2 separate regions of the Mus musculus genome follow, and region 1 is linked to region 2. A link is a contact called in public Hi-C data. All regions are on one chromosome and are shown on one strand. Each heading gives the region's core, a stretch centred on a gene start, on an enhancer-like site or on the middle of the called end of the contact. The rest is flanking DNA. Distances are from core to core; before and after follow the strand shown. Region 1 overlaps Ctnna3 (catenin (cadherin associated protein), alpha 3). Region 2 overlaps Ctnna3 (catenin (cadherin associated protein), alpha 3).

What was found. A called contact is a pair of places that touch in the nucleus more often than the background predicts.
Region 1: a Hi-C map of cerebral cortex shows a contact between it and region 2, with 1.9 times the contacts expected there. The contact joins two enhancer-like sites. A contact is called at or near these places in 1 of 15 datasets of contacts at CTCF or cohesin (the NIH/3T3 cell line) and 4 of 484 Hi-C or Micro-C datasets (cerebellum, cerebral cortex, forebrain and 1 more).

Annotation. Positions count from the first base shown.
Region 1 is chr10:64,038,054-64,041,779 of GRCm38.p6, reverse strand. The region is part of intron 7 of Ctnna3 (catenin (cadherin associated protein), alpha 3); the gene reads right to left. All of the region lies in intron 2 of Lrrtm3 (leucine rich repeat transmembrane neuronal 3), which reads left to right. Among named protein-coding and RNA genes, the nearest start is that of Lrrtm3, 50 kb to the left of the region's middle. Within about 2 kb of position 1,464, at least 35 of the 459 cell types and tissues checked have an H3K27ac peak or open chromatin away from gene starts, as enhancers often do. A contact at or near this core is called in cerebral cortex, where this site is marked.
Region 2 is chr10:63,953,366-63,956,981 of GRCm38.p6, reverse strand. All of the region lies in intron 7 of Ctnna3 (catenin (cadherin associated protein), alpha 3), which reads right to left. The region is part of intron 2 of Lrrtm3 (leucine rich repeat transmembrane neuronal 3); the gene reads left to right. Among named protein-coding and RNA genes, the nearest start is that of Lrrtm3, 140 kb to the left of the region's middle. Within about 2 kb of position 2,356, at least 68 of the 459 cell types and tissues checked have an H3K27ac peak or open chromatin away from gene starts, as enhancers often do. A contact at or near this core is called in cerebral cortex, where this site is marked.

The DNA of each region.
Region 1 (3,726 bases), core at 215-2,714, 86 kb before region 2:
TTTCAAGCATCCCTAGTTTTTCTAGCGATACGTTCCGCAGTCGATATAGTGAGTCCCAAAGATGAATCACTATGGTGAATCACATCTATAGGTAGGTGTTTTCTTTCTACCTTCATTTGTATCTCTAATTTCCAATCTGATGAGATTCCCCCCTGCTACAACCCTGCATCTGCTCACCCAGGCACATACTTCATGGATCTGAGTCCTTTTGAATTGCCATTGACCGTATGAATTACGCTCCCTGGCTCCCATTTCTATCTTTTTTTGGCAGCTTGACCTCAATTCCTTTCTTCTCCTCATTTATAGCATAGCTATGCCGCAATTCTGGCCAACTTCCATAGCATAACATTTTCTTCCGGCTGTAGCTAAATTGAACCCTGCAGCTGTTTTAATATGGCATCGGTGGTTAATTTTTGGTACAATGTTGCACATCCTAAAGTGACAGTAATGTCCAGTGCTGGTGCAATATTATGCAAGATTTAAGATAGATGAAAAACATTCAGCTCAGTAAAAAACTGCTGTACCGTGTGTGTGCGGCATGAGCTGCAATAAACAGGGCCCCGTGTGGAGAAATTCCAAGAGCCTCCAGCCACCTAGGCAGTAAGAACACTATTGATCACTCCCGGATGCAGTGTTCTGTAATTCTTACCACTTTCTTGCTCCTGAAGTGGCTACCATCAAAAGAACAAAAAGAAGATGAAATCCACGTGAATATGAGTAAAGTTGTCTATTGGTCTCGGCAATGTGTTCCTAGATGCTGTGATTGCTCTTGGTCACTTTTGACAGTTTGAGAACAGCTCCTTCTATCTTAAGTGAGGGGCCAAGGGGGCTGCATGCACAGTGCTTTAAATAGACAGGAACCCATCGAGAAAGAATAAACCCTTCAATGTTCTGGGGATACACTTCTCTTCCATGATCCCTGAGAAAATAGCTGGATGCAAAGTCACAGAGCCCAGCTCAGTTTATATACGAGTCACCTCCGTTTTTAAGGGTAATGCACGAACATAATTTAGCAGGGGTTGGCAAAGAAACATAAAATATTGTCTTGGGGATGAAAGAGTTAGGCTCTGAATTTTAAAAGGACAAAATAGGAAAATAAAGGTTCACCTTGTGAGGTTATAGGGGAAAAAAAGCAGAATGAGAGAGATCGATGAGAAGATGGGACAGATGGAATAAGACAGGCTGAGGGAAGAAGGAAAAGGTGAGAGAAGGAGGAGGGAGCACATAGATTAAAATGTCAAGTGATTGGTGTAAATGGAGGCTTGCGGCCCCGGGAAGCTGTTCTGAGGTCGTCAGGGACCATGAGGAAGAGGCTGAAGTCCTTCAGCTGACCTGAATGGGAACAGAGACAGAGGGAAAGCATAAGACCCCAGGGAGACGATGCAAGCTACGTCTCAAACAGCCTGTCTGCAGAGGACTGGAGCCTTCCAGCTCCGACTGCGCCCTTGGCTCAGGCAGTGCTAAAGGAAGTGCGCTAATGAGAACAAGGACCTGGTGCCTGGAGCAGCCAACTGCAGAGTTCACCAGTCAGGCCCGGCTTTTTCATTCCATGAATCAATTACAACATGTTATATTGATTTCGCCAGGCCAGCATGACTTAAAAAGTTAATGAGCAAAATATTTTTTTATTATTTTTCAAGACGCTGCAGTGTCTATGGGATCAGCACACTCTGCAGTAAGATAGATACTCTGGCCGCCTCAGACTCCTTTCCAATCCAAGCACCTTCTGAGATCCTCATCTCTGTACTAGACAAGAGTCTGGACCTGGCGGGGTACCCTGGCACATCATGCCAATGAGATCTCTTCCTGGTGACTGAACCAGAGGCGTCCCCGGCTAATGTAGCTGTGTTTAGGCTCCAGTGGGTTTTGTACAGGCCCTTCCAGATGGAAGCAGAGGAAGAGGGGAGGGAGACAGGGTGCGTGGCAGAGCTGCATATGTGAGGGTGGTTCGTGATGAGTGTGCTATAGCTCTCTTCTGAGCTGCAGTTAACATTCATTTCAGACAGTCCCAATAAGCAAGAAAATGCTAAGGGCTCTGTTCTGCAAACCAGGCTCTGGCCCAAAGCAGAAACAACAGCAAAGCATCGCAAGTAGTGGAGCGCATGGGTCGGTGAGCATGACCTACAGCAAGTAATTCTGAGCTTCTGCTTTTCAGGGGAGACCGCAAAGGGGGAAATAGGCGTGAGGGCTTAATAGAGAGTAGTGATGAAGTGCAGATTACATTTTAAATTAGAAATGTCCATAGCAGCATAATGTATGGAAACAATAATGGACCCCTGTATTGGCTGACTTACCGGGTTTAAGCGATGGGACAGATGACTCCATATCAGGATAAGTAGATGGAAGTGATTAACTTCTTGTCTCTGAAAACTCTAGAAAAATACTACGACTGTACCTATAGAATCTCTCTATTTGTTTGCTTGTGGTTGTGTTGTTGTTTGATTGATTGATTGATTGATTGAGATTGAGTTTTCCCATCAAAAATACAGGACCCTTCACTAGACACCACTAAATATGAGCAATTTTTACCTTTGTGTTCCGTAGCTTATCCCATAACTGTCTTGGGCACATCAAGAAAGTGTGTCACTTCCCTTCCTTCAAACACCCTCTGGATTGACTCTTGGACTGGGTTTTAATTAGCTTTCCTTTATTGATAGGCACACATTCCCTGCACATGCCTGAGAATGCTAAATGAATGTTTTCTGTCTCTCTTGGTCCTCTCAAGAAGTAATTTGGAAGCAGAACCTATGCCCTCTAGAGAAACTTGATTTCAGTTCCCTAAGGACAAAATGTATAATGGGAACAGAGGTGCTCTTTGCACATTCCACCTCCCCTGGTGCCCCTGCTCATTCTGGACCAGTCCATCCGACAGGCAGCCCAGGATACACACATCCAGGAACAAGAACTCCTCAGAGGCTGCAATGTTTTCCTATAAACGGATATGAGAAACAGGGTTAAATGATCTTTGAATGATCCATCAGGAAATAGAGTGAGGTGAAGGAAGCAGATAAAAGAGATCCTGGTACTTGAAGCCCCAAAGTGTGTGCCAGCAGCAAAGGCTGTGAAGGAGAAGCAACTCCAGTCATAGTCAACAAACAAACAGCCTTAGGGACACCATGGTGAAACCCAGGGAAAATAACTCCAATAGATCTGAATTGCCTAAAGAAGTAAAAGAGTTATCTCACTACTCTTGAACACACAGCTGCTTAAGATATAAACAGAAGCAAAGCGTAGCATGATTTAATGTATACCTTACTGATTTCTACTTCATACCCCTTTGCTTGCTAATAAGCTAATATTTACTCTTTAAGTGTTTCTGGTAAAACAATGAAAAGTCTGACAGTAAACTCGCCCTGCTAAAATTTTACTGTGAATGTTGACTTCCTGAGGGAAAAAAAAAGACATTTATCACGCACAGCTGTACAATAATAAAGATGAAATTAATAGTGAACACCTGGGTGTTTCTTGCGAGCTAGGATCCATGCAGCATCTCTGAATGCATTACATCCTCTGCTTCTTACAGAAGTCCTATGGTAGACATTGTTGTACCTTGTTTCACAGATGACAGTGACGAAACTCAGATAGGTTTTCTATCTCGCTAGTGCTACCTACTCCATAGTGGCTTTGTCTCAACTCTTTTCACTGGAGACTGTGTCCTTAAGCACTCATCCCATCATCAGACATTCACTTCACAGGTAAAACATGCCAGGCATTAACCCAGATGCC
Region 2 (3,616 bases), core at 1,107-3,606:
CTAACCAGTACCCCAAAGCTCGTGTCTCTAGCTGCATATGTAGCAGAGGATGGCCTAGTCGGCCATCAATGGGAGGAGAAGCCCTTGGTCTTGAGAAGATTATATGCCCCAGTATAGGGAAATGCCAGGGCCAGGAAGCAGGAGTGGGTGGGTTTGGGTACAGGGATTTTGGGGAGGGTATAGGGAATTTTCAGAGAGGAAACTAGGAAAGGGGATAGCATTTGAAATGTAAATGAAGAAAATATCTAATAAAAATGTGAAATTTTAAAAATAAAGAATTTAGCATATGCTAAGTTAGGGAATCAGGCAAGAATTTGACAGGTGTATCTGACTGGGACACAGCTGAAGATGTGATCTAAACCTTCAGTAAGAATTTCCATTTAGAGATAGATTCAAAGTCAAGAGATAAATGGTGAATACAGATTTGGGCGCAGTTGCAGGCAGAGAAAGAGTTGCACAATATGGGAGAAAACCGAGGACCCAAGGACAGAATTGTGACCATCCTTGTGTTTCAGGAATCATCAGAGGGGGGAAAATAATCAAAAGTGGAACACAAGGAATGAAATCAGGAGTCATATGATTTTCCCCTTTATGTATTTATTCACTTTACACCTGGATCTAAGCCTCCCTCCCTCCTCTCCTTCCAGTTCCACCCTCACACATCTCTCTTCCCACCCCTTTTCCCCTTCCACTCTAAGAAGGGAAGCCCTCCCCGATGGGTACCAACCCACTGTGGCACATCAAGTCTCAGGCAGGACTAAGTGCATCCTCTCCCACTGAGGCCAGGCAAGGCAGTCCAGCTAGGAGAAAGGGATCCAAAAGAGAGGCAACAGAGTCAGATTCAATCCCTGCTCTGCTTGTGAAGGGGACTCACATGGACCAAGTTTTACATGGGTTCAAGGGATTTGAAGTCTGGCCTTCATGCTTACATGGCAAGCACGGACCTCCTAAGCCTTCTCATAAGCCTCTCTTTCTACGTTCTGGAAGTATAGAGATTCCCTGGACACATTTTAGCAGAGCTGGCAGTTAAGTCTCTTTGAACACTCAATACTTAATTCATCATCTTCCATTCCAAGAAAAGTTAATTCTTTTTCTGATTCCTGATCATTGAAGTGAATGAGCCCCCTTTGCTCTGACCATCACGAAGAGCTCCTTATCATCTAACCTCAATGGCTTTGGTGGGACACACTTTAGAATGTTTACACTGTATTTATCCTGCTATAGTTTGTTAAGTGTATGCAATCTATTTATATGGGCATCTTTGGGGGAAATTTTGGAAATTTCCTCTATTGAACTCTTCAAACCATGCGTTCTAGACTCTTGTTGGGGAGATTTATTTTCACATCTTCTTAAACCTTTTATCTAACCTAATGTCTTTGATACAATACCTCATTCCCCACCCCATGCTTTAATCTTAATATTTTCCAGTTTGCTAATCAAATACTCTGCTGTGCTTAACCTCACCACACTTCATTAACCACAGCTTCATTCAATTCAAGAACTACCTGATTGGTTGTTTTGTGTGGATTCTAAATTTAGGATGATCATCTGAGACCATTTTCCTCTTCCCTTGATCATGTGAAGGCGTCACAGGCATCTCCGAGCCCCTTCCTACTGTCTGTCTTTCACATCTGCTTCCCCTGCTGCATTCTCTCTGCTTTACCTTCTGTCTGTCTAATTGTTCTTACTACACAATGGAGATGGCACAGAAGCAGCACTGGATCTTCCAACCAGAGTAGGGGTCTCCTGTCAGAATAGTACTTGAGAGCCCAGGGAGTCTGTGGGACTGGGGCTAGGCTGCATTTTTAGGGTGTCCTCTGGTGTTTGTTTTCCTCTATTTATAATCTGTGACAATCCCTGAATCTTAATTGAACTCTTGGTATGTCTTTATCTCCTTTATCTTCTGATGGGAAAGAAGTAACCGCTCTCTCCTCTCCTCTCCTCTCCTCTCCTCTCCTCTCCTCTCCTCTCCTCTCCTCTCCTCTCCTCTCCTCTCCTCTCCTCTCCTTCCCCCTTCCCCTCCCTTCCCCTCCCCTTCCTCTTCCCCCTTCCCCTCCCTTCCCCTCCCCTTCCCCTTCCCCCTTCCCCTCCCCTCCCCCTTCCCCTTCCCCCTCCCCCTCCCGCTCCTCTCCTCTCCTGTTACCCTTTCCTTCCCCTTCTCTCTCTGTGTGTCAGAAATGTTTGACTTCTTACCCTACCCATGTGCCCACAAAGAGGTTGTTGAGATCTTGGAGAGAGTTCAGACTGCATTTGAAGTTCTCTTTTCCCTGTTCCCTGCTGCCAGCTTCTCTGGTTTGTTTCCTCCCAGAAGCCTGCTGAGGTTTTTCCCTCTGCTTTGCTGAATCATTCAGCCCAGGCCTGGAGCTTCCTGTGCAGCCCGAGGACACAGCAAGCATCCAGTGGAGAGAGCTGACTGTGCTTTAGATGCCGCGGATCTCCAGTTTGCTATCTTAACCCTGAACAATCAGTACAAGTGTTGCTGGCTTTCCTGACTCCCAGGAGATACATTCAGCCTGGGCCACGTCCAATCCTCAGAGCTCAGAGCAAGCAAGCACACACACACACACACACACACACACACACACACACAGCCAGCAAGTGCCCCAGGGAACGAGAGAGGAGAATCAACAGAAGGCCTCCGATCTGTAGTTTAGTTCACCAGGTCCTGGTTCTTCCCACAGCTCTGAGAAAAAGAACTAATTTGTCTTTGTTGTTCTGGGTACTGCAACAGAGAAACCAGCCTGCCGTGACCTACTAGAAAATGGAAAGACTATTACATATTAATAGCTCAAATTGGTTCTTTAAATTATACTGAGACTAAACCAACTTCCGTGTATTTTCCATTTGCCATTCTAACTTTGAAATCTAGAGAAACACTAACATCTTTTACTCATTATGTGTCTTTCAATATTTGAACAAGTATTCTCCTTGTCTCTCAGTGTAAATAGCAACACTTACTATCTTCATTTTTCATAGTTCAGTCCCCTGCTACACTCATCCCCATCATCACATGGTGACAACTGGCTGACATCCCTCTTATGAAAATATGAACAAATGTCCCAGAAGCTACAGTTAAGCCTAATGAAAGATCAGCAAGAATCATATCAAAGCTAATTCAATGCAAAGAAAGTTATTTGATGAATTCTTTTAAAACCAATGTGTGGGGGGCGTGGGGGGGGAGAAGCACAAGAGAAAATAAACTGTCTGAAATTCATAGAGTGGGATGAAAGTTTCCCAGAGAAAAGAAGGTCATGACAAAATGTTCAGTATGATGACAGGAGCAGTTGAGTTGGTTCGAAGCCTGAGTCTCAAACAGCTTCCGTGTATTCTCCGGACTTGAGTATGTCTTCACATGAGTTACCCTGCATCATCCAAGGAACTTTTGGCCAAGGTCAAAAAATGGAAATGATGATACAGTTTCTTAGTTCAAATACAGATGCTTATTTGGCTCGGCTGCCCCTGGATGTTTAAATTGTCAAAGTAGTGCCAAGCAGCCATTCTTAACTCTTACCATGAAAAAATAACCACAATATTCCTGTTCTTTCCACGAACAAATCTTAATGGTGGCAGAAGAAGGTTAAGCTGTCTATGGCAACATCTTCCCTCTCCCTGCTCT